Linked DNA regions of Mus musculus: regions 2, 3, 4, 5, 6 and 7 are each linked to region 1. A link is a contact called in public Hi-C, HiChIP or PLAC-seq and promoter capture Hi-C data. All regions are on one chromosome and are shown on one strand. Each heading gives the region's core, a stretch centred on a gene start, on an enhancer-like site or on the middle of the called end of the contact. The rest is flanking DNA. Distances are from core to core; before and after follow the strand shown. Region 1 holds the start of Serp2 (stress-associated endoplasmic reticulum protein family member 2). Region 2 holds the start of Lacc1 (laccase domain containing 1). Region 3 has its middle 28 kb from the start of Lacc1. Region 4 holds the start of Gpalpp1 (GPALPP motifs containing 1). Region 5 has its middle 85 kb from the start of Lacc1. Region 6 has its middle 94 kb from the start of Gm30365. Region 7 has its middle 21 kb from the start of Gm30365.

Region 1 (3,118 bases), core at 463-2,962:
GCCTGCCTCTGCCTCCAAAGTGCTGGGATTAAAGGCGTGCAATACCACTGCCCGGCTTCATTTTACATCTGAACTCAGATTCCTTCGTTCATTAGAAAGAGCCACAGCTGCTTATTCCACTATGTCAGCAAATAGGTCTGCCACCTTGAGAAGGAAGAAATGATCTACTTTGAGCATAAAATAATTGCCTTTAATGCCAACTTGGGCAGTGGCTCCCTGCCCTGACCCAGTAATAAAACCTCATAGGGGAAACAGATTCCTGCGAAAAATATGGTTCCCATTCTATGGCGCCTTGGCATTTTGTCCCCTCCAATCATAGCTAAATGCTCTAGTTCCCCAAAAGAAGGAATTTTAAGGGTTACCTCAGCCTGGGGCTGTGTACAAAGCTCTGAGTAGTTTGACGCCATGGCTTCTCTGCCACAATTCTGCTTGGTTTAACAAGAATTCCGGTGTGATGACTACACAGCCAGCTTTTCCCCTCAGTTAATCAAACCAACATAATTTCTTTGCTAAAAGGCATTGCCTCATCAAGTCTGCGTTTCCAGACAAACCCAAGCTTCGGCTGGACTTCCCCATAATCGTATGGGCTAATAGATTCCAGGCGCCTTTGCAAACCAGTTCTTCGCAACGATGCAAACCCACACAAGCCTTGGATGGTTCAAAGTCACAGGCCTGACATTTTCTGGAGCAGATAACTTGGTTTCCTAAAGGAAATCTCTGCACTTAAGGTACACAGTTTACTTAAGATTCCAGGGGTAAAGCTTTAATACACAGTCTGGGAGCAAAGAACCTCGGGCACTAAGCTGGTCGCTACAGTTACAGCATCATAATGCGCCAGAATCCATACGGTGAATTATAGGCAGTAACGATGCACTCAGCTTTGGCTGAGGCGGCTTCAGTTTGCAAGAGAAAGAGGAGGGTGAAGAGAAATGTAGCTCGGAATCTCACGCCCTACTTTTATACCATATATATAATATATATGTACACACACACACACACACACACACACACACACACACACACAGGGAGAAGAGACAGACGATCACAAAAAGGGTGGAAAGAAAAATCTTAGCATGGGGGTGGGGAGAGAGTCCAGGGGCGGAGCCTGGAAGCTGTGGATAAGTGGCATTCTATCATTCGTTCATCCTTTCGTTCATTCATTCACTTAGTAGGCTCCCAGCCCAGTTGGCTTCACTGGCCCCTAAGATGCAGCTTTTAGCCTTTTTCAAGGACGATGGCTCCTTCTCTTGGGGAGTCTCCACCAACCAGAGCCCTCTCCGCCCACGAGAAAGCAGAGCAGTCTGCGCCCCCCAGAGCCCCGCTGGGTCCCCCAGCCTGCGGGACCCCGGAGGAGGGGCCGGGAGGCCTGGCTCCGAGCCCACGGCCCGCCCGCCCCGCCCCGCTCCGCCCCGCGGGTCCTGCCAGCTCGGCCCGGCCGGCGCCGCCCCCGCCTTACCAGGGTTTTGGCTACGTTTCCCCTCTGGGTGATGTTTTTGCTGTGCTTCTCGTTAGCCATCCGGATCCGCTGTTTGGCCACCATGGCTTGGGCGCTTGGGGATGCTCTCGACTCCCACCTGCAACGATGGCCGGGGTGAGCCGTAGCCGCAGCGCCCCGCGGCTTGCCCGGGCGCTGCAGGTGGCAAGGCACGGCCGAGCCCCGCGCACCCCGCTCCCGGAGCCCCAGCCAGCCGGCTCCAGAGAGAGGCCAGCGCGCGGACGGAAGTAATCTCTCATCTCAGGAAACCCTCTCCGACTTCCTCGCCATCCTTCCGGTCCCCCCAGCTACCTACCCTGCGCGGCCACCGAGGCAGGAGGCGGGAAGCGAGAGGCGGGCGCTGACACAGCGCCGCGCGCCAAGCCCAAGGGCACCGTGGCCCGGGGTGTCCGGGTCCTGAGATCGAACGCTGCGGGGCATAGGGTTCGGGCGACCCGGCGTTTGTGCGTGCGTGGGGGGTGGGGACGCAGCCGCACCCAGCCTGGTGACCTCTGACTGTTTCCTGACCACCTCGGGACAGGCAGGGATTGGGGCGCTGGTGCTTCAAGCTGAAGGCTAGACCCTAGGCATCGAGCGCTGAGTCTCAGAGCTGAGCCTGGCCAGGTTTGGGTAGTACTGTTGGGAAACACCCCAAAAGAACCTGCCCTTTAGGTGTCTGAGGAAACCCCACTTGGCAAGTTGGGTTGTGCAAAAAGAGACCCTTTGTGACATGGGACGAAGAGCCAAGAAGCCTCTTTCTGGTCCCTGAAAAATGTGGATGAGGGTGGAGTTGGACCAGACCTCACCTTGGCAGTGGTGGTCATCACACTAGCAGATTGCCCCAGAAACCACTGAGTGCATAGAGGGCAAAGGGTTCATGAGCCTACAGTACAGGAAGAATGGATGGCCACTGCCCATAACCAAAGTGTTGACCAGGCTTGGACTCTTATCCCCCACTGCCCCACCACCACTACTGTCTTGGGGCATCTTGGACCTTCAGGCATCCCTGTTCTATGGGGTACTAAGTGTGAGCTCCCAGACAGCATTGGGAGTTTCTCTGCAGTGAAAGGACAAAAATCAATATTTGAATATCCAGATGCTGACCCCGAGATTTAGCTAGGGGAGGAGTGGGGGCTGAACCGCTTATCTTTCCTCAACAAATATGGCTCCTTGGAGCTCAGGAGGGACATCTGGAGAAGTGGGAAGAGGTGGTCCAGGGTTAGGACAATACAAAATAGCACTCAAGGGTAAGGAGTGAGAGCTGTGTAGACCAGATATGTCGGATGCATCTCTGATCCTATCTATCTGTGCCTGGAGGATGCTTCAATAGGCTCTGGTATGGGTAGAATTTCTTATGTGGGTAGAAAGCTAGGAAGAGCTCTTTAGGATACGGTTTATCTTAGAGTTTCTGTTGGGATGAAACTCAAGCAGGGCAGAAACCTGGAAGCAGGAGCTGATGCAGAGGCTGTGGAGGGTGCTGCTGACTGGCTTACTTTTTCTGGCTTGCTCAACCTGCTTTCTAATAGAATCTGGGCCCACCTGCTCAGGGATGGCACCACCCACAATGGGCTGGGGCCTCCCCTTCAATCTGTAATTAAGAATATGCCTTACAGCTGGAGCTCATAGTCTCATTTCTCAACGGAG
Region 2 (3,118 bases), core at 248-2,747, 480 kb after region 1:
CAGTCTCGAATTTTCCCGCGAGACGTGAAAAGCCATTTCCTGCTTCCAATTCACAGAGGCCATACTCCCCATCCTTTTCCTTGCTGGCATTTCTGCAACATATTATGCAAAGGAACTTGGCCTTGGGAGCGTGGTGGTAGTGAATACCATCCAGTGTCTCCAGTAAGGTCTCATGGCAGTTTTTCTGTGCATTCAATTGTAAACCAGAGAGATCAATCAAGACTGCTTCTGCCATTCTTCAATCAGGCAGTCTTTTTTGCCCCAAAGACTTTTTATGCCATAGCAGCTGTAAAGAAAAGTGATCACAAATAACAATAAATTCGATCTTCTTATAGATACAACCGAAATTTGTGGTGAACAAAAATAAATAAATAAATATAAAAATAAAAATAGGAAGTAAATTGCATCAATACAAAAAGTAACCAAAATAAATGTAGTGTGCAGAGCAGAAAAGCCAGTGCACCATTCATCCTGACAATTAAGGGCAGAGCCATCTTTTATTTTGTGAACAGCTGGGTACATTTTTATAGAATAGAAATTATGCTTTGTTTTCCTTATAGCAGATTTTAAGTACAAAATTACTTGTTGTCTGAGATCAAGTCTTTTTAATTATAGGATGTAAATCTGTTATGTCATTATCCCCATCATGTCTATAAGATTAGATCACATCTCATGAAATACTGAGGTCTCACCTTTAGGATATTAAGTTGAGCAGTATCAGCAGCCAATCTTCTTTGGGGTTGCGGTTGGGACAGGGATTCGAGGCAGAGCTTCTCTGTCTAACAGCCCCAGCAGTCCTGGAACTAGCTATGTAGACCAGGCTGGCTTCGACCTCAGACACCTGCTTGCCTCTGCCTCTGCCTCCCAAGTGCTGGGATTAAAGGTGTATGTCACCAGAAAGAAAGAAAGAGAGAGAGAGAGAGAGAGAGAGAGAGAGAGAGAGAGAGAGAGAGAAGAGTAAAGGTGTCTGTCACCATAAGCAAGCAAACAAACAAACACACTCATTTTTTAAAGGTAAAAGCTAGCCCACAGGCTGGGCTTTCCCCCCAGGTTTACACAGTCCTCCGCACTTGGGATAATCCCAAAAGCCACTGCAACTTGGATCAGGGTCGATTTCTGACCACTTGCAGATTCTCTGAACTCCCTGTCCAGGCTGGAGCTCCCCTCTGCCGACCCTGTGACCCCCAATTCTGACACCTACCATTGCTGAGCCTTCACCCCGACGCCCACCCCAACCTCCGCCCGCCCCGTAGGGCACTGGCGCCTTCATTCATTCTTTCCGCCAGCCGTGCAGGCGACCTCGGAGGAGCCTGGACTGCACGGTGTGCGTCCGTCCGTCCCGTCGCCGCGCCGACCTCCCCTCCGCCCGGGACTCACCGCAGGGCTGCTTCCCGCGCTCTCCTCGGCGGCCGCGAGCTGGGGCGTGAGCTGCAGGCTCGGCGCTCGAACCCCAGTGGCTCCCAAAGTCACCGGCCGGCCGGTCCGCCCGCCTCACCGCGTCCCCGGGCCTCCCGGCGGCCTCGGGCTCCCGCGGGCGTGCGCCCGGGTTTGGGTGTTCCCGCCACGGCCGCGAGGTGGCGCCCTGGAGACGCAAGGCCGAGCCCCTTGCGGGGGATTCCCGCGCCGCTCAGCAGTTCCGGGTCAGCGCCCGCAGTCACCGTGGAGGCCGCCTGAGGCCCGGGCGCTGAGGCGCGGGGGCCCGGAGAGCCGCGGGCGAGCGCGTCCCGTGAGGCGCCCGGAAGGGAAGGGAAGAAGCGTCCCCTCTCCCCGCGGGCCGTGGCGACTCCAGAAGGATCTGCTGACCCAGCAGTGTGGCCAGCTTGTCACTTAGCGCCCTCCAATCCGGGCTCAAGTAAGGGGACTCTGGTGACTTTTGTGGGGGAGTGGCTTTTTTTTTTCTTTTTTCTTTTCACTTTTTGTTTAGTTTTTAAGTTTCTAGTTAGTTTTCATTTTTTCCCCCTTTCGGCTGATTCTGTACTTTCATTTGGGACCAACATCCTTGACTGTTCACTTGTGTTGGCAACGTCGATTTCTCTTACCCCCCCCCCCAAGTGTGTCCCCTCACAGGACGGAATGCATTCATTCTTACAGTAGCAATAAGATAAAAATTAAGGCTCCTTTGTCCCCCAAGGGTTTAATGTTATTTATTTAAAAACAACAATTTGAAAATCAAGTACTGTTGTAAATGGAAAAATACCCACTCTTCAAAATATATGAGAAGGTAAGAGAAAGCGCATTTTCTGAGGACTGGCAATGGAGGAAGGAGAGGGCCTTCATTTTCCTTGGTCTTCCTCCAAGTGCTCAAGTGTTTCCTGAATGAGAAGACTCTAGGGGATCCGGGAGTCTAGAAGTCTTGTTAAGTGTGCACCCATCTCAACTTGACTAGCGGCCAAGGTAACCAGCCCACATAGAACCTACTCCAGGCCGTGTGATCACTTTCAGAGGGCACACATTGAATGCTCGCTGGACACTTCCAGGAACCCTGAGGGATAGATAACACAGATCTGATCAGACATGCATGCCTTGGCATAAACTTGCTGTCTGTTAAGGAAAATGGATTTTTTTTTTTAAAAGCAAGTTTAGAAGCTTTTTTTCTTGTTTTCATGTCCAAGGATGAGAGCTCAGGATTCATTCATGCAACAGCACTGGCAGTAACAAAACTTTCAAAATAGCTAAGTTGTTAGGGAAGTTGTGATAATGTATTTACATACCATTTCCTTCAGCATCTGGTCTGTCTGGGCTGCATTTCTTAACACTCTCTCCCCTTTCCCAGGCTACTACAGAGCCTCTCAATCCTGGTTGCACATGGGAACAAGTAGAACTTAATAGTAGAGTAGGTACCCCACACCCCGGCTGCAGATTGACTCAGAGTCTATGGGAGTCAGGCCTGGGCTTGTTTTGTTCTGCTTTTTTATTTTTATCTCGCAGATGATTCACATGCATAATTCATTTTGGAAGACAAACAACAAACTCCTTCTCAAGCCATGCAAGTAAAGGCTGTTCTATCGTAGGCCATCGACAATTCTTTACATTTGCTGCTTGTTGTCCTTTGAACACGTTTCTTTTGTGAGCTGACCTGCTCTCGGTTGCTCAATACCCTTCAAGCTTAAACATAACC
Region 3 (3,118 bases), core at 170-2,669, 450 kb after region 1:
TATATATGTGAAGCTGATTGGCATACATAAGATAAAAATGCTCCCAAAATAAATTTAGCTTCTCATATCACCAATATAATCTTCCTAGCTGCTGTATCCTCTGTCCTAATGAATGAGATCACCACCCACTCATCCAGTGACCTTAGCCAGGAACCTGGTGGCCACCCAGCCATTTACCTCAATCAGACTTGATTCTTTGCTGACTTACAAGTGCTATTCTGCCCTTTCCTTACTTTGTTTTAGGTCTAAATATCCCCGCCACCCATCCAGGCTCTGTGGTCATTCCAATGTGGTTTCCATGCGGTAGATCTTACTCCCCTCTCATGAATCTCTATAAAACCATGGGGGCATCTTTCTGAAATGCAAGTCTATCTTTCTTATTATTCTTTCTAGACCTTACAACAATGCCCAAAAGATAAAGTCCTAACTTCTTTGCATGTCGTTCAGCCACCCCCATAATGTGGTCTCTTGCCCCTTTATTTTAATATCATTTCTAACCACTGCCCTATACACCTAAATAACAGTGTCGGGCTTTGAAAGATCACGCCATTTCCCCTCAACCCACCTCTATGATCATTTCAACTGTTTGAATTACCTTCAGACTCAACCTCAGGACCAATGTTTTCGTGACTTCCTCTGCAAGAAGCACATGAGTCCCTACTGTGCCTAGCCATTGCCTGTAACAGAGCAGAGCTCCATGTTGTGACAAGGCTTTTTCTACTAGGAGGGAAGAGATAGAGTCTGGTGTAAGAGTGGCTGTGTGTGTGTGTGTATGTATATATGTGTGTATATATGTGTGTATATATGTGTGTATATATAGTGCATATATATATATAGTACATATATATTTTGTGCATATATATATTTATTGTGTGTGTGTATATATGTGTGTGTGTATGTATGTATATATATATATATATATATATATATATATATATATATATATATATTGCATACAATACCTCCAACCCTGAACCATAAAAGTAACTCCTATTTGCAGAGCATGGGTGAGGTGAAAGAAGGGTCTCAAATAAAAAAAAAATTCACAAGCAGTGACTCAGACTTGGAAAGTTGCATTCAGTTTAAAGTTTTTTTTTTTTTTTTTTTTTTTCTTGGTACATCTGAATCAGAGGTTTTGCGAAAGGAGCAAAGAAGTAGGGGGCGGGGGGGGCGGGGGAGCCGGTCAGAACAGGCAGTATCTCTCAATAAATAAAAGATCAGATGTAACAAAAATAACTCAAAGACTTCTGCTTGGGAACCTGAAAGATCGCTGGTGTCTTGATAGGAAATTATAAAGCTCAATTGTACATTCAGACCTGTTCCTGTCATCTGAACTTGAAGCAGTGACTAAGAGGAAGAGCTGGCTAATTACCTGCAAGTCCTTTAGGAGTGTCCTTGCCAATCAGAGTGCTTCTGCCACCTGGTGGCAGTCTACCCAATGTTTTATTCAACTGCTAAGCATGGCTCCTTCTCATTCAACACAACGCTCCCCCACCCCCCACGCCCCATGACATCATGCAAACCAAGAGGGTCAAATCTCTGTGTTCAGTTTAAGGGCACCATGAGACACCTACATCCTCAATGATGTGCATTTTCTAAAATCAGCACCCAGTATCTACAAGGTATCATAAAAAAAAAAGTAATTTGTGTTATTTTGTCACTACAGTCATGAAACTAAGTAGTATTGGGGCTGGACCCAGGGCTGGCACCCCCCCCCCCAACTCCCAAAGTTCTGGACTTTTGTTATGCATACTTAGACATGAAGAAAATGAAGGGGTCCTTAAGATTTGCATGCAGATTCTCTGGTTATGAACACAGCCAGGTAAATAAAGCGCCCAAGTTGGGTCATGCTGGAGTAAACTGTGTGGGCCTCGGTGTCACTGAAACGATTCTCCACTGAAAAGGACACACCTGTTCTTAAATCTGAAGAGACACCATAAGAGATTTAAAAAATATTTCTAATCCAAGGCCCTGCTTTCAATAGACACTCAACGTTTTTAAAAATTGAATCATGGTGATGCATTAAAAAGTATCAGGTAATCCTAGTAAATAAAGTGATTTATAGCTCTGTAGTTCAAAAGGAATAAGGATGGGATTATATCAAAGATGCGTGGGAATCCGTCTACAGAAGCTCCAAATGGCTCTTTGGGGCCACAAAAATAAACCAATATGTCTATAACCCAACAATACCTACTCAAAAGACCATGTTCTATAAATGATGAGATAAATAGTAAACGTCCCAGATAGGGTTTCACACGATTTGTGCGGATTCCACACCCCTCGCTGAGATTGAGCACAACTCAGTGCATTGTACATTAAACCATGGAGGAAGAGTTGATGAAGCCAAATTGAGAGATACTCAACAAAATACCTGACTAACACAGCTCAATGCTGCGGTGATCACGCAACATCCTGGAATCATAAAACTGTTACAGCTAAGATCAACACAAGGAGTTCTGATTAGATGCAGTGGGGGATCCTAGATGGGGTCCCCAAAGAAAAGGCTGAAATATTAGGTCATCAAAAAAAAAGACATTAGGTGAAAAGAAATTTAATTTTACTGAAGTATGGATTTTATTTGATAATAGTGTATTAACACCAGTTCATTAATTTCAAGAAGTAAATCAAACTAATGTAAGATGTTCAGAGACACTAGGAGTGGGGTTAATATGACTCGTTCTATTATCTTTGCAATTTTCGGTAAAAGTGAAAGCTATTCTGAATAATGTTTTAAGAAAATGAGCCAGATCTCCCATTATAATCAGCAATAACCAGTGCCATGTGGTGAATCAAAGAAACACCAAAATATTATTAAATGACTCTTGGGAAATTAGATAGCAAACCATACAGGAGAAACAAGAAACATTCACTTGAGAAGTGAGAAAGATAAAACATGATTTAAGAGTAAATATTATTTTTATTAAGTAAAACATAGGAAAAATCCACAAACAACCAAAAGAGAAAAATATGCACTTTGATAATTCCATGTTTATAGTGTTTTGAGTTAAGCTGTTCTCAGACTATGGGTTGTAAGCCCTTTGGAAATTGTATATCAGATATCCTGCATATCAGATATTTATATTATGATTTATAGCAGTAGCAAAGTTACAGGTATGAA
Region 4 (3,118 bases), core at 419-2,918, 450 kb before region 1:
TTCACACGCACATACCCACACACAAACACATGAATATAAATAATGGAACCTAATGCTGTGTATGCCAATTTTACAAACTACAGATCAAGAAGACAAAAGAAATTTCAATAAGAAATAAGCAAAAGACTATCAGAGCACAGTGGTAAAAAGATAATAAAAAATTAGAAAAGTGTTCAATTTAATTTCTCACAAGAAAATACAAGTTTAAATTACTACAAAATATGGCTTCAAAACACCAGATTGAAAAGACAGAGGAAAATGATTAGGGAGAACATGGAACAATCAGAACTCCTATACTCACTGAGGGCTTTGGTAAACTGGTAGGATTCTGAAACTGAGGGTGTATAACAGAGGAGATAGATAGACGGACAGACAGATAGATACACATGCACACACATACACAGTGCATAGTGGCACTCTTTGTAAGAGTTAAAAACAAAAACAAAACCAGAATCTACCCAAATGTCTGTTACCTGTACAATAGGTAAAGAAATTGCAGGGGATTTACCAAATTGAATTCACTCATACTTCTTCAACCTAACTGGGTAGAAATTTCCTTCCTAAAACAAAGAATAAAGGGAATTTTTAAAAATAACGGCACTAGAAATAAGATCTGGAAGGAAGAATCTGCCGGAGACATAGTCTCTGGGTAGCCAGAAAAACAAAGTCAGATCAACATTCTGTCAGTTTTGTTCTTTCCCAAGTAGAGTCAGCGCCGGCCTTCAAACTGGAACAAACACTAAAGCCGGAAAAGCATGAAAGAGTGTGCGAGGTATTGATGTGGCATAGATGCATGTTAAGGTTGCAAGACACAGTGAATTGGTGGAGACTGAGATATCCACAAATTAGTTGAACAGAATGTGTTAAATATTAGCGTAACTGGGGAGAGGAAAACCCGGAGGAAGACGTGACAATGCTCGGGAAGGTGACGCTTAAACTGGTATATGAAGGACGTTTTGTCAGGCATTTAAGTACAACCATAGCACCCCCAAAAGTCTATCGTCAAAGCATAAACTCGAACTGTGTGGGCACTGGGCTGCTGTGTAAGATGGAATGATAGAATGAGGTCGGGAAGTCAGGCCGGGGAGGAGAGAGGCACAGGATCTTTGGCAAGAGTCTTGTAAATCTGAAGATATAGAGATACTAGGTTCTAACTTGGGCTTCATCACGGACTAGCTGCGTGTCTTAGGCACCGATTCATCAGCCGCTGTCATCATTTGTAACACATGCACCATCCATCATCTTTTCTTATACAGTTGATGGAAGGGTTAAACAGACGACCGGACGAAGATTGATCAGTTAGCACAGTCCTATTCGTAATAATAGCAAATTGGGACTGTATAGTCATTTTAACGATGATCGGGTCCCAAACACTCAGGCGTTGCCCAGCTTTTCCCCCAGGGCGGACCGCGCCCACTCCACGGTGGTCGCCAGTCCTTCCCGGGAGTGCAGACGCCCGCTGCTGCTTACCCGGGCTCGGGTCCCGTTCCTCGTCCTCAACTGTCGCGTGCTCCTTGAAGCCTGGCGGCAGTGCCGGCCCGATCAGGTCCCTAGCCATTCGCTGCGACGCACAGTCGCTCAAAGCCCAAGCCAACCTGCACACGCAGTTTAGCTAAACCCAGGCTGGACGGTGTAGACCAGGATTTGCTGCAAGGCCCGAAGGTTTTTCCGGCTTTGTCTGATGACGTAAGCCCGCGATGGGCTCATTGGCCAGATTACTGTAACGGAAGTGACGCTTAATGATAGTTCCACAGTTGCACTTTGGGCTCGCTGCTTGCTAGGTGGCATGGCTGAACCGGCACCCGCCGTGTGGCCTTCGGCCCCGGATCTGACTCCCGCGCCCGGGACTCCGAGCGAAGCTGCGCCGCCGCGGGACAACTGGGTGTACTGGGCCATGCTGCCGCCGCCACCACCTCCTCTGTCGTCCCCAGTGGCGGGCTCGGAGCAGAGCCGGAAGGGACAGCCTCACGTGCTGCCCCAGCCTCCCTCCGGAGCGCTTCCACCGTTCGATGCTCAGATTCTTCCCGCGGCGCAGCCTCCTTTCGATGCCCAGGCTCCGCCCGATGCTCAATCTCAGTTCAGCGGCCAGCAGGCCTGGAATTTGCAAGCCTCCACGCCTTGGTACTGGGGATTGTCTCCTAATGGTTTTTCCACGTACCACACGTCTTACCAATCTCCGGGTAAGCTGCAGTTCCTAGTGGCCCTACTTTACTTTCTCTTTCTTTCCTCTCCCAGCTTTCTCTTTTTATCTCTCAGCTTTGCGCTGTAGTTTTGGAGGCTGGTAATGAGTATTCAAAATGTGTCTCACTAGGTTTCCTGCCACCTGCTCATCCAAAATTTTATTAATTTAACCCAACTATAAAACTGGGGACTACTTGCATAGCAGTAAACAAAACATACAAAAATCCATACCTTTTGAGAGCTTCCTATCCCCTCAGTGTAGGAAGACGCGATACAGGAGATAAAACTAGGTATTAGGAAGTAATGATTGTATGTATGCATTAGAAAAGGATTGATTGGGGGGGAGGTGGAGAAATGGGTTGGCGATGAGACTCTATTGCTCTTGCAGAGGACCAAAGCTCGGTTCTCAACATCCACACTGGGCTCTCAACTGCCTGTAACTCCAGCCTCAGAGGAGCCGATAGCTTTCTTCTGGCCTCCAAGAGTACCTGCACTCCATGCTACCTACACAGTTTTTGTTTTTAATCTAAGAAAAAAATGATCAATAAACAATTGTACCTTTGCAATCTTAAATGAAACCCTCTTTTCTTTTTTAGTTACACATTCTTATTTTCCACGATCACATGATGCAAAATTCAATTTGCCTCAAAACAGAAAACAGAAAACGAAGGTAATTCCAAGATGATAAATGTGGCCTTTTGAACTTGAATGTTACTGCTCTATATATTAAGTTGTAACTGTCAGTGTTTCACATCTGTGGTGGACATGGAGAGCTTTACTTGGGTAGTATGTTTAAGGAACTTAATTATAAGTAAAATGTTGAAACAAAATAGTATTGAAAAATAAATGATGAAATTATAGGAAAAGAAAGAACATTAAAACCGTCTTGGTGCCAGGCGGTGGTGGCTCACACCTTTAATCCCAGCACTCGGGAGGC
Region 5 (3,118 bases), core at 169-2,668, 390 kb after region 1:
AAGAAGTCACACATGACACTGTGGTCCAATCTAGTAGCATCACACAAACAGCCTGACAACAAAAAGTTAGCAAACTTTCAGAAAACACCAGAGAAGGGATGTGTGATTCCTAACCCACAGCAGCACACCTCTACAGAGCCTGTGTTCTCTCTTATCGACATCATAATAGGTGGTCTCTCCTCAGCATCCTTCTCTACTGTCAACCAAAAACTTTACTATCATTTGCAGAAGAGTCAGACCCCTCTGAGCCACCCCACCTCCATCTTCCCCCTTCCATGAGCAAATTCTTCACTGAACCATCATCTGAAAGATAAAGCACACCGAGGACATACTAAATGAACAAGAGTTCTTTGCTGTGTTGCAAAAGGAACAAAGGGTGTCTATGCGTTCACTCCACCATGACAGCGTTTTACCTTGTAACAAGTATGGAGCTAAAAATCACTGTCTATTCTAGAGACACACAGAGGTTCCTGCAGGGACGTGGACAACATTCTCAAGAACACTCACCTGGGTTAGAATTTCCCTGTGACCTTCTCTCTTCCCTTCTGTTGCTTTCTAGCTTCTGAATTATTCATGAACATGTTTTGTTTGCACTAGAAATTAAAAACTAAATAAATTCATCAAAGTGGACAAAGAAAAGTCACAGTGACATCACAGGAAACAGCACATGTGAAAAATTAAACAAAATTTGTGTGTGTGTGTGTGTATGTTTAGGTAAATACAGTTAAACTTTCTCTTCCTGTGTTCAACATCAACCAGCCCCACTAGTTTTTGCAATGATTTGAATTCCTCCTACATGTGAAGTTCTTAAGCTGATTATTTCACACATTAATTTATTTGACAACCCATCAACCCTGTTTAATGTGTGAGTGCACTGGGGTGTGACTTGGACTTCACTGATCAATTGCAAGAAATGTTAAACAGTCTGAACTAAAGTTTGATCTTTATTCATTCTCCCTGGGAATAGGGACTCAGCATCTACACATTTGTATCCCGTTCCATCTCTGTACTCCAGTGGTTCTCAACTTGTGGGTCGAGACCCTTTGGGGGTTGAATGATCTTTTCATAGGGCTCACCTAAGGTCATTGGAAAACACAGATATTTACATTACAATTCATAAAAATAGCAAAATTACAGTTATGAAGTAGCAACAAAAATAATTTCATGTGGGGGGGGGTCACCACAACATGAGGGACTGCATTAAAGGGTCATAGCATTAGGAATGTTGGGAACCCCCGTTCTATACTCACACATCCTTGTACTGCCTCCCCAATCTATAGCTGCTTTTTATTTTCCTTTTTATAATTCCTGAGCCACACAAGTTTCCCTCGAAGAGGAGGAGCCTGCCAGAGCAGTCTAACTTGTGACTCATGAGCTTCTCTTAGCTTGGGGAATTCTGCAGGGAGGTTTGCGACATATCCCTGCCAAGGTCCCTCACAGAACGTCAGTAGCCAGTGCCAGGCAGCTGGCACTCCTTGTTCCCTAGAAAGGAGCTTGTTAATCAGACTCTCCAACCACAAATGCCAAACTGTCCCCTTGCTCACTGCTGTTAAGTTCTATCCTGGGAGTTCCAGAAAGCAGAATGTGTCACCTGACAATTATACTTACACATCAGCGTTCCTTTGGGACTGGAATTAAATAGCCAAGTCCATTCTAGTTGTGGGCTAAAAGCAGATTTCTTTGTGAGGAGAAAGGAAATAGCTACTCCTTAAAGCCCCAAATGTCCTTGAACTCTTGGAGAAGTGATTGGAAGTAGGCGTTAGTAGGGAAGCTACAGAAAAGCCATCAGAGGAAAATGTTTAAAGAAAGTCACTGACAATTCTCTATGGCAGGACAGGACTCAGTGATATTATATAATTATCAAGCAGCATTTCAGCAACCGTAGCAGAGCGCCTGTCTCAGTCTTTTTAGTCTAGTGAAACTTGTCTTTTTATTCTCTAATGAAGAGGCCCTGTGTGCCAACATGGGTAGATGAGCCTGTTGAACGAGAGCCTCGTGTTTGACAGGATCCTTGCTTTCTCAGGTTCTAGTCTGACTTAGGAGGTATTGCGTTATGGCCTCATAAGGGAAAAGACCAATTTGCCAAGAACTCCAGGTTCTTCCATCCTTGAGAGCCCAGCTCGGTGGAGTCATTGTGTTCCCTGTGAAGTCTTCCTGGTTGGCTTTCCTCCTAGATGTCTCTCTGTGGATGTAATCACACTGTATGCCTCTCTGCCACCTCCCCATCACAGTTACTGCTCTGTATTTATACTATGATTCTTCATTTACTATCCAACACCACTCAAGGATTTAAACTTACATGGCAACATAGGACCAAGAGCTTTTTGTTAATCTTTTTTTCTCATGCTTCATATGTTTGATCATCATTAGTGCTCAATAATTTCACTTCCTGTTGAGAGGATGACTGATTTAGGTGGTTATTGTTAGAGGAATAAAGGGGCCAAAGCAGAGAAGATAAAAAAATGTCCAGACCAAAGTTACCATGAAGGCAGAAAAAGATGGGACCCGTAGATTCTTCCTGTTTGATTTAGAAATAGAAGGTGGGTCTTACCAGAAGTGCAGAGATGGGGGATTCTTGCTGCTCTGGTGGCTGTGGTGTAATATGGTGTCAGGTGTCAGGGTGGAGTATGGAACTTGTAATTGAGAATGGTGTAGGTTATACTCTGGGTCTGGTTGCTTCACTTTAATGCAGTGATTGGCATTAGACCTAGTCTCGATGTTCTAGAGTCCAGTCAATAATAGAACTGGCGCTTAGCCTTGTTGCCTGCCTATTCTGTTACGGGGGGGCGGCGGGGGGCGAGGGGCATAAGGAGCTCTTTAGTTATCTTATTCTGTATCATTTGCTTCAGATTCCGTGGATGGAATGACAATCAGTCACAAAGCCATTTCCACCTGAGCCCAGTAGGGAGATTGCTCCCTGAAAGTCATCAGAAGGAAAACTTGATTTCCTTATGACTCAGAGGACCCTGTTCAGTTGCCAGGAAGACAGTGCCACTGAGGACAATCAAAACCACCCTCAATTAACAACTCCCAGGGTATATCCTGCCACCAACTAAACATCAAGGAGCCCGTCCCTGGCCCTGCCAGCCATGCCCGGCCCCACAGGCATCTGCCTTTT
Region 6 (3,118 bases), core at 359-2,858, 370 kb after region 1:
GTCTTGTTCAGTGGCAAGTACTGTTGTCAGAACCTGGATTTTTGTTTTTGTTTTGTCTTGTTTTTACTGAGGTTGGGGGTTTCATAGGTAGGTTGGCCCTGTTCACTACTTGCTTATGTTGAAGCAAAATGGTAAAAAGAAAAATCACTGTAGAGAAATCTTCTTGCCTCAAGGTAGCTCAGTGAGCAGCTAGAGTCACTGCCTAAGGTCCTAGGCAGTGTTGAGGGACCAGCTCCAACCAGGACCTACCTCCTAACTAGCCCATTCCCCTATAGCCCATCAACAAATCAAACCATTGAAGAAGTTGTAACCTTTGTGTTTCAATCACAACTCAGAAAGCTGTCATCTGGTAGCCAGGCCTTTAACACATGAGTCCTTTTAGAATCAAATGGTAGCACAGCCCAATGACCATCACCTCAGAGAAGAAAGGGGCAGAGATGGATACGAACCAAGAGAAACAAAGAGCAATAGGAGGAATCCTTGCGTTAAGCCTTTTCCTACTACGGTGAGGTCTGCCATGCTCTACTTGGCTAAGGGAGTATCCATTTTAGGAGGGAAATGGCTACATGCTGGAGGATAAGCAGACTAGAGAGGAATTCTGGTGTTGTCATTTATATTACTTGTCCCCCTGAAATTTCTTGTCAGAGGGCAGGGTTGCTTCACAGATGAGAAATGAAGAAGGGCTTACGCAGTGGAGGGGGATGAGATAATTAGATGAGAACACATACGTTTTATTCTCAAAATATGGAGCATGAATAATTAAGGGATGGAATGTGAATAAATACAGACATTACAGGCTCCTCTAAAAATTAGATTCCTACTGCTTGAAGTCATTTTAATAATCTTGTGGTTTATTCTATAATGTATTTTCCAATTGCTCTCAAGGGCCCCAAGGCACAAATACAATCCAATCGTTCAGCAAGGTTCTCTAAACAATAGAGAATAGTAATAAAATAGAAACTGGCTGAATCTAGCTATAAGCCACATTGAGGTAACTCTTTGCCCTTCTATGGCATTTGCCTTGAAGAGCCTGGCCTCTGGGTGAGGATTAATTAAATCCCACAACTGCAAGGAGGGGCGAAATTCCAGATGAGTACAATTAAACCCTGTTATAAGCACCTCTTCATTCACAGTTGGAATATACCTGGGTCAGGTTATGCCTTCGTGTGCATGAGAATGTAGGACATGCCTTTCCCTCTCTAGTCCTGAATGCTTCTAACACAAGGCTCTCCACTGCCCATGCAGACTGACTGTTTGACTCTCTCCCATGATGCCCGTTGGTTCTCCAGTAGCAGGTGAGGTCTATGGAATCCTACATGTAAAGTATTACAGAATTTGACAAAATGATACTGTAGCTAAGTTCCCAAACCAAACTGGGTTTCATTCCTCCCATCCATCTTCAATCAAAGAATTGAACAAAATGTTCCCTGTGCTGTGGGAACAACAAAGCTTGAAGAGAGTGGCCTTTCTGCCTTCAGTATGGGATTTTACTTCATTGAAGACTTTGTTTATAGATGAAATTCCTCTTTGAGTGTGTTTTGAGGTCTGCTTGACATATGTTCTTAAGGAGCTGGACTGAGAGCTCAAAGCAGGAAGTGGTCAAATATCTGTCACATGCTATTATCAGGGCTTTGAGTCACAATGATTCTCCTTTGCTTTGAACAGGCACTTTCAATGGAATACAGCTTGGAAAGGGAGCCCTGTGGCCTTCCGTTCCTCCAGCAATCATGTCTCCTGTCTTCTCAGCCAACTTAAATATGACCCCCCCCCCATACCCCAGAGCACCGATCAGCTTTCCTGAATATCATAAACTATGTGCAGAACTTGTGGTTTTCAACTTTATGGTGACATCTAAAACTATACTCTCTATGCACCTGGAATGGGTAGAATGTATGGCTTAACAAAAAAACATAGTAATGTGTAAACAAAAAATCAAATTGAATGTATCAATTGTTCTAACATGGCTTCAAACAAGCTTAGACTAGGCCAACTGAATATGAAGAGATTTGGATTTTTTTTTCTCCACGTGAATTTATTGTGTGTGTGTCTATAGGCCTGGAGCATGAAGGTCAGAAGACTGTGTGTGTGTACGTATGTCCACATGCCCACAGGCTTGGAGTGTAGAGGTCAGAGGATAATGTACAAGTGGGGGCTCTCTCCTTCCACCAAGTAGGTCCTGGGGATCAGACTCAAGTCATCAGGCTTGGTGGCAAGGGCCTTTACTTGCTGAGCTATCTCCAACACACCCAGAGATTTAGAGAGGAGTGATCTGCAAAGGTTTTGGGGAAGCCAGAAACATCAGGGGATGTTTTCAATGGGAAAATCTGAAGGAGTGAAGATGCTAGCTACCAAGGAAAAAGCTCCTCAGAGTGGCATAAGCCCACCAAGAGGACCCGTGAGCATGCAACTGTTTGCTTGACTGAAGAAGGCATAGTAAGTCCTAAGTATGAGCTTTACTCAAAGGTTCTCCAGAAAGCTGAAGAGCAAGTTTATCCTTGCAAGATCTGATTCCATTGCCTCCAGAGTTGTATATTACAGACCCTTAGTCAGCCCCTTTGGTTTGATTGTTAACAATAGATAGAATTTCTACATCACCAAATCTCTAAAGACCAGTGTATTGATAGGTGCTATACTTCTCACAGGAGGAAAGAGCCAGAAAAGTGACATTGTAGAAGTTGTTACTGAGCAAGAAGCCACCTCAGATGTGGAAGATACCTACAGGTAGCTCTGTCAGCAAAAACAGCAGGTCAAAAAAAGTCCACATGTGACATTCAAAGGTTGGGATGACAAGGAGCTATGTGCTACTGTACGACTGCAATGCCTGCCTCTGAAGGTGCCAGCAGTTCTAAAACCAGGGCCAGCCCACATCCTCAGGTAGATGAAAACAGTTACCATTATATTCACATTACCCAGCAAGCTCTAAAGATCATGGTGTGAATGAGGTCAGTTGAGGTCTAAACGGAACTAGAATTTCTTCAGATTTGCTACCTGTGACACCACTATCCTGCTGCACAAGGAGTTCTGAGCCACTGGAGCAGAAAGCCGCAGTGGCATCCCAGGAAGCGTTCTTTCCCGGGATCTGCTCCACTGAGCATCCTTCTCTCATGACAAGTTGTCT
Region 7 (3,118 bases), core at 311-2,810, 300 kb after region 1:
AGTTCCCTGCATCATTAGCACTTTGTAATAGACGGGTGGATTTCTTACCCTGGATGAGCTGCTGTCAATAAGTTTATTTACTAGAGTTCATGGTTTACACTGGCTCTCATTCTCTGTGTTTTATGGATGCATAACACGTGTCCATCATTGCAAACCCATCCAGAATCCTAAGGCTTTAAACCCTGTCTCTACTTATTTGTAGCCCTCCTCGCAGCACTGTTTTGATTTCATGTAAATAAATGGTTGGGCTCTCTCTCGAGACAAGGAAACAAAGCCCAGGCTCCAGGTTTCCAGTGTTCCTCCACACGGGTTGCACGTCCAATGCTTTGACTTTTCTAAACTGTTAAGGAAGAGCAATAGACAGTAGACGGGGGTGGGGGGTGGGGAGGGGGGGACGAGCGAGCTAGGATTGCTTGGTGCCTAATTATCACTCAGCTGTGGTCTCTGGTGCCAATATCTGGAAGCTGCGATGAATACTGGGACTCATGGGAGACAGTTTCACAATAGGTTCACTTCTGCTTTCTAGGATTCGCCTCACTCTACCTTCTCCTTTCTTGTCTTCATTTTCTGACAATTGGCACTGAGTTGGTTATTTTTGTCTGTTTGTTTGGTTTTGTCTGTCTTTATGCAATCACACTTTAAGAATCAACCAAAGACAACTTGATTGTGCCAATCAGTCTTGGGGGAAAGCTAAGCTTGAGGGAATCTAAATGGCAGAGACTCTGGGACTGGAGAGGGTATGGGGCTTGGGGATATTAGAGTTCCTGAAGGGCCAGGGTCTTCCTCTAAGTGGTTTGCTTCTGTACTTCCTGTGAAGGTTATGGACGCATGGCTGCTGGAGGCAAAGTTCTGTGGCCCATCTTAAGCTTGGCTCCTGGAGGTTCCTATTCTCTTCTTGGTGGGATCACTAGATCATTACATCAGCCTTTAGCACTGGTGAATCTGAAGAAAACCACTGGTTAAAAAAAAATCACAGCTGTTACCAAATGTGGGAGCCCTCTTGCAGCTGAGAAAGACCATGGTCTCCAGAAAGGATGCTGTTGGAGTTTCATGAATAAACTAGTTCATAAGTTCCCCCTTCTCCAAATGTGTGCCACTTCCAAACACGTGTTATTCTCTCTCTCTGTTCACCTTCATTCCCTGAAGTGTCTCTATAGTTCAAGGCAAGGCTAGTACCTCCTTATTAATTCTTGCCATCTTTTGTACTACATGATTTTCCTGCAACACTCTTTAAGATTCTGCGAGCGGCAGGTGAAAATTAAGAAGCCTGCCAGGGCTCTGTGGTCCGTAACAAGGAGCTCTGGGGCTGAAAGAATGACCCAAGAGCTTTCAGACTCAGTAGTAATAGTTCTGGCTGGACTGTGTGTGTGGGTTGGGTTTGCTGTTGGTTATTCCAGCATGTTCGGACAAGTACGGAAACCAACCCAATAACAGGAATTCCACACGAACTGGCCTCTCCTGGGAAATAATTAGTCCTAAGGAAGTGGTTCCTGGAAAGTTCTAACCTCTCCTGCCCCGGGGTACCACACATGTCCCACACATGTTCTGCCTGTAGCTCTCTCCCTCTCTTTCCACTAAGCTAATTGCATTTGTATTTCAGAGCTGGACTTTAAATGGTACCTTCAGTCACCACTAGGACTGTCAGCCCTCCCTCCTGCCTCCTCGTTCCTGAGTCCCTTAGTTTTTCCTCACTCTCCCAGCATCTTAGTTCTTTGCCCAGTGTTTGTCCTGCCTGAAGGGTTGTAAATGTCATGAGGCTGAGGCCCCGCTCTCCCCTGTGTATTCCACATTAGGTTCAGTTCCTACAGGAAGTAAGAACTCAAAAGTATTTAAATTAGTTGAGGAGCATGTGTAAATGCTGATGCTCTACTCCAATGCCTTGCTGGCACATCAACCTTAATGTTGCAAATGTGCGATTTCCTCACTAAAAGTCTATTTTCCATTCTCCTGATTTTGGATATATATATATATATATATATATATATATATATATATATATATATCTCCATCATCCATTCAACTGTCCAACTAGCATCTCAGTGATTAATCTTAATTCTTTTCCTTTACAGACTTCCATATTGAATCTATTAACAAATTCCAACACATCTTCCATTTCTTTTACTGAAAATTAATTTTTATACAATATGTTCTGATTATAGTTTTCTATCTCCCGCCCCCCCCCCCCAATTTCTCCAGGTTCCTCCCCACCTACCCTCCCATCTGGATCCAAAACTTTTCCGTTTCTCGTTTGAAAACAAACAGGAGTCATTACTGATTATTTTCTCAGAGAATCAACTCTTTGTTTCATTTATTCTTTGTATTATTTTTGTTTGTTTCTATTTTACAAATTTTAGCTGTTAGTTTGATTGAATCTTGCTCTTCACTCCTTTGGGGTATTATTTCTTCTTTTGTTCTAGAGTGTACAGGTGTGTCGGTAAGGTACTAATATAGGAGCTTGCTTTCTTTCTTTCTTTCCTTCCTTCTTCCTTTCTTTCTTATTTTTAATGTAAGCAGTTCATGCTATGAACTGGCATCTTAGGACCACCTTTACTGTGTTCCATATTTTGGGGTATGTTGCATTTTTATTTTTATTCAGTTCTAAAATGTTTTTCATTCCTCTCTTAATTTCTGTCCTAACTTATTTTTCATTCGGGAGTGACTTGTTCAGTTTCCGTGAGTTTATAAGATTTCTGTTACTAATGTCCAGCTTTTATCCATAGGATATGATTTCAATTTTGTTTCTTATACCTGTTCAAATTTGCTTTGTGACCAAGTATGTGGTCAGTTTTGAAGAAAGTTCTAGGAGGTGCTGAAAAGAAGGTATATTCTTTTGTATTTGGGTGGAATGCTCTGTAAATATCTGTTAAGTCCATTTAGTTTATGACATCAGTTAGCTCTAGCATTTCTCTATTTAGTTTTTGTTTGGATGAACTATTGGTGAGAATGGGGTACTGAAGTCTTCCACTATCAATGTGTTAGGGTTAGTATGTGACTTAAGCTGTAGTAGTGTTTCTTTTATGAACTTGGCTGCCCTTGTATTTGGTGCATAGATGTTAAGAATTGCAATATCCTCTTAGTAGGTTTTTCCTTCGATGAACATGTAGTGTCTTTCCCCGTC

The links. Promoter capture Hi-C pulls out the DNA fragments that hold promoters and counts their contacts. Hi-C and Micro-C count contacts between places; a contact is called where the count stands out from the background. HiChIP or PLAC-seq counts read pairs in DNA pulled down with a chosen protein or histone mark. Capture Hi-C pulls out chosen DNA fragments and counts their contacts.
Region 2: an H3K4me3 HiChIP or PLAC-seq map of stem cell-derived neural progenitor cells shows a contact between it and region 1, with 4 times the contacts expected there. The contact joins the promoter of Lacc1 here to the promoter of Serp2 in region 1. A contact is called at or near these places in 3 of 115 datasets of contacts at active chromatin or transcription factors (embryonic stem cells and stem cell-derived neural progenitor cells) and 1 of 9 other capture datasets (adipose tissue).
Region 3: a contact with region 1 is called in an H3K27ac HiChIP or PLAC-seq map of the NIH/3T3 cell line, with 9 times the contacts expected there. The contact joins the enhancer-like site here to the promoter of Serp2 in region 1. A contact is called at or near these places in 18 of 39 promoter capture datasets (the 3T3-L1 cell line, 3T3-L1-derived adipocytes, the HPC-7 cell line and 12 more), 13 of 484 Hi-C or Micro-C datasets (the AML12 cell line, the C2C12 cell line, Sertoli cells and 9 more), 13 of 115 datasets of contacts at active chromatin or transcription factors (the NIH/3T3 cell line, craniofacial prominence, embryonic fibroblasts and 9 more) and 4 of 9 other capture datasets (adipose tissue, embryonic stem cells, liver and 1 more).
Region 4: a promoter capture Hi-C map of pancreatic islet shows a contact between it and region 1. The contact joins the promoter of Gpalpp1 here to the promoter of Serp2 in region 1. A contact is called at or near these places in 1 of 39 promoter capture datasets (liver), 1 of 115 datasets of contacts at active chromatin or transcription factors (extraembryonic endoderm stem cells) and 1 of 9 other capture datasets (pancreatic islet).
Region 5: a promoter capture Hi-C map of hippocampal neurons shows a contact between it and region 1, with 4 times the contacts expected there. The contact joins the enhancer-like site here to the promoter of Serp2 in region 1. A contact is called at or near these places in 8 of 39 promoter capture datasets (the 3T3-L1 cell line, the C10 cell line, cranial neural crest and 4 more), 2 of 484 Hi-C or Micro-C datasets (cerebral cortex and uterus), 1 of 115 datasets of contacts at active chromatin or transcription factors (pancreatic cancer cells) and 3 of 9 other capture datasets (adipose tissue, liver and pancreatic islet).
Region 6: a Hi-C map of bone marrow-derived macrophages shows a contact between it and region 1, with 15 read pairs. The contact joins the enhancer-like site here to the promoter of Serp2 in region 1. A contact is called at or near these places in 7 of 39 promoter capture datasets (the 3T3-L1 cell line, the C10 cell line, HPC-7-derived erythroid cells and 3 more), 2 of 484 Hi-C or Micro-C datasets (bone marrow-derived macrophages and uterus) and 3 of 9 other capture datasets (adipose tissue, liver and pancreatic islet).
Region 7: an H3K4me3 HiChIP or PLAC-seq map of embryonic limb bud shows a contact between it and region 1, with 6 times the contacts expected there. The contact joins the enhancer-like site here to the promoter of Serp2 in region 1. A contact is called at or near these places in 10 of 39 promoter capture datasets (the HPC-7 cell line, cranial neural crest, embryonic stem cells and 5 more), 1 of 484 Hi-C or Micro-C datasets (bone marrow-derived macrophages), 12 of 115 datasets of contacts at active chromatin or transcription factors (acute myeloid leukemia, astrocytes, craniofacial prominence and 9 more) and 4 of 9 other capture datasets (adipose tissue, embryonic stem cells, liver and 1 more).

The regions. Positions count from the first base shown.
Region 1 is chr14:76,554,975-76,558,092 of GRCm38.p6, forward strand. Serp2 (stress-associated endoplasmic reticulum protein family member 2) reads right to left here and starts at 1,713. Exons shown (of 3, transcript NM_001160326.1): 1 at 1,457-1,713. The coding sequence starts at 1,540.
Region 2 is chr14:77,035,120-77,038,237 of GRCm38.p6, forward strand. Lacc1 (laccase domain containing 1) reads right to left here and starts at 1,498. Exons shown (of 8, transcript NM_172488.2): 1 at 1,378-1,498; 2 at 693-871; 3 at 1-286. The coding sequence starts at 235. It overlaps Ccdc122 (coiled-coil domain containing 122), which reads left to right and starts at 1,653. Exons shown (of 6, transcript NM_175369.4): 1 at 1,653-1,852.
Region 3 is chr14:77,007,027-77,010,144 of GRCm38.p6, forward strand. No RefSeq gene overlaps it. Among named protein-coding and RNA genes, the nearest start is that of Lacc1, 28 kb to the right of the region's middle. Within about 2 kb of position 1,420, at least 11 of the 459 cell types and tissues checked have an H3K27ac peak or open chromatin away from gene starts, as enhancers often do. A contact at or near this core is called in the C2C12 cell line and the NIH/3T3 cell line, where this site is marked.
Region 4 is chr14:76,109,147-76,112,264 of GRCm38.p6, forward strand. It overlaps Gpalpp1 (GPALPP motifs containing 1), which reads right to left and starts at 1,669. Exons shown (of 8, transcript NM_026177.3): 1 at 1,471-1,669. The coding sequence starts at 1,558. Nufip1 (nuclear fragile X mental retardation protein interacting protein 1) reads left to right here and starts at 1,745. Exons shown (of 10, transcript NM_013745.5): 1 at 1,745-2,180; 2 at 2,778-2,851. The coding sequence starts at 1,787.
Region 5 is chr14:76,950,158-76,953,275 of GRCm38.p6, forward strand. No RefSeq gene overlaps it. Among named protein-coding and RNA genes, the nearest start is that of Lacc1, 85 kb to the right of the region's middle. Within about 2 kb of position 1,419, at least 100 of the 459 cell types and tissues checked have an H3K27ac peak or open chromatin away from gene starts, as enhancers often do. A contact at or near this core is called in adipose tissue, cerebral cortex, hippocampal neurons and 2 more, where this site is marked.
Region 6 is chr14:76,930,058-76,933,175 of GRCm38.p6, forward strand. No RefSeq gene overlaps it. Among named protein-coding and RNA genes, the nearest start is that of Gm30365, 94 kb to the left of the region's middle. Within about 2 kb of position 1,609, at least 12 of the 459 cell types and tissues checked have an H3K27ac peak or open chromatin away from gene starts, as enhancers often do. A contact at or near this core is called in bone marrow-derived macrophages, where this site is marked.
Region 7 is chr14:76,857,066-76,860,183 of GRCm38.p6, forward strand. No RefSeq gene overlaps it. Among named protein-coding and RNA genes, the nearest start is that of Gm30365, 21 kb to the left of the region's middle. Within about 2 kb of position 1,561, at least 34 of the 459 cell types and tissues checked have an H3K27ac peak or open chromatin away from gene starts, as enhancers often do. A contact at or near this core is called in bone marrow-derived macrophages, embryonic limb bud and second pharyngeal arch cranial neural crest, where this site is marked.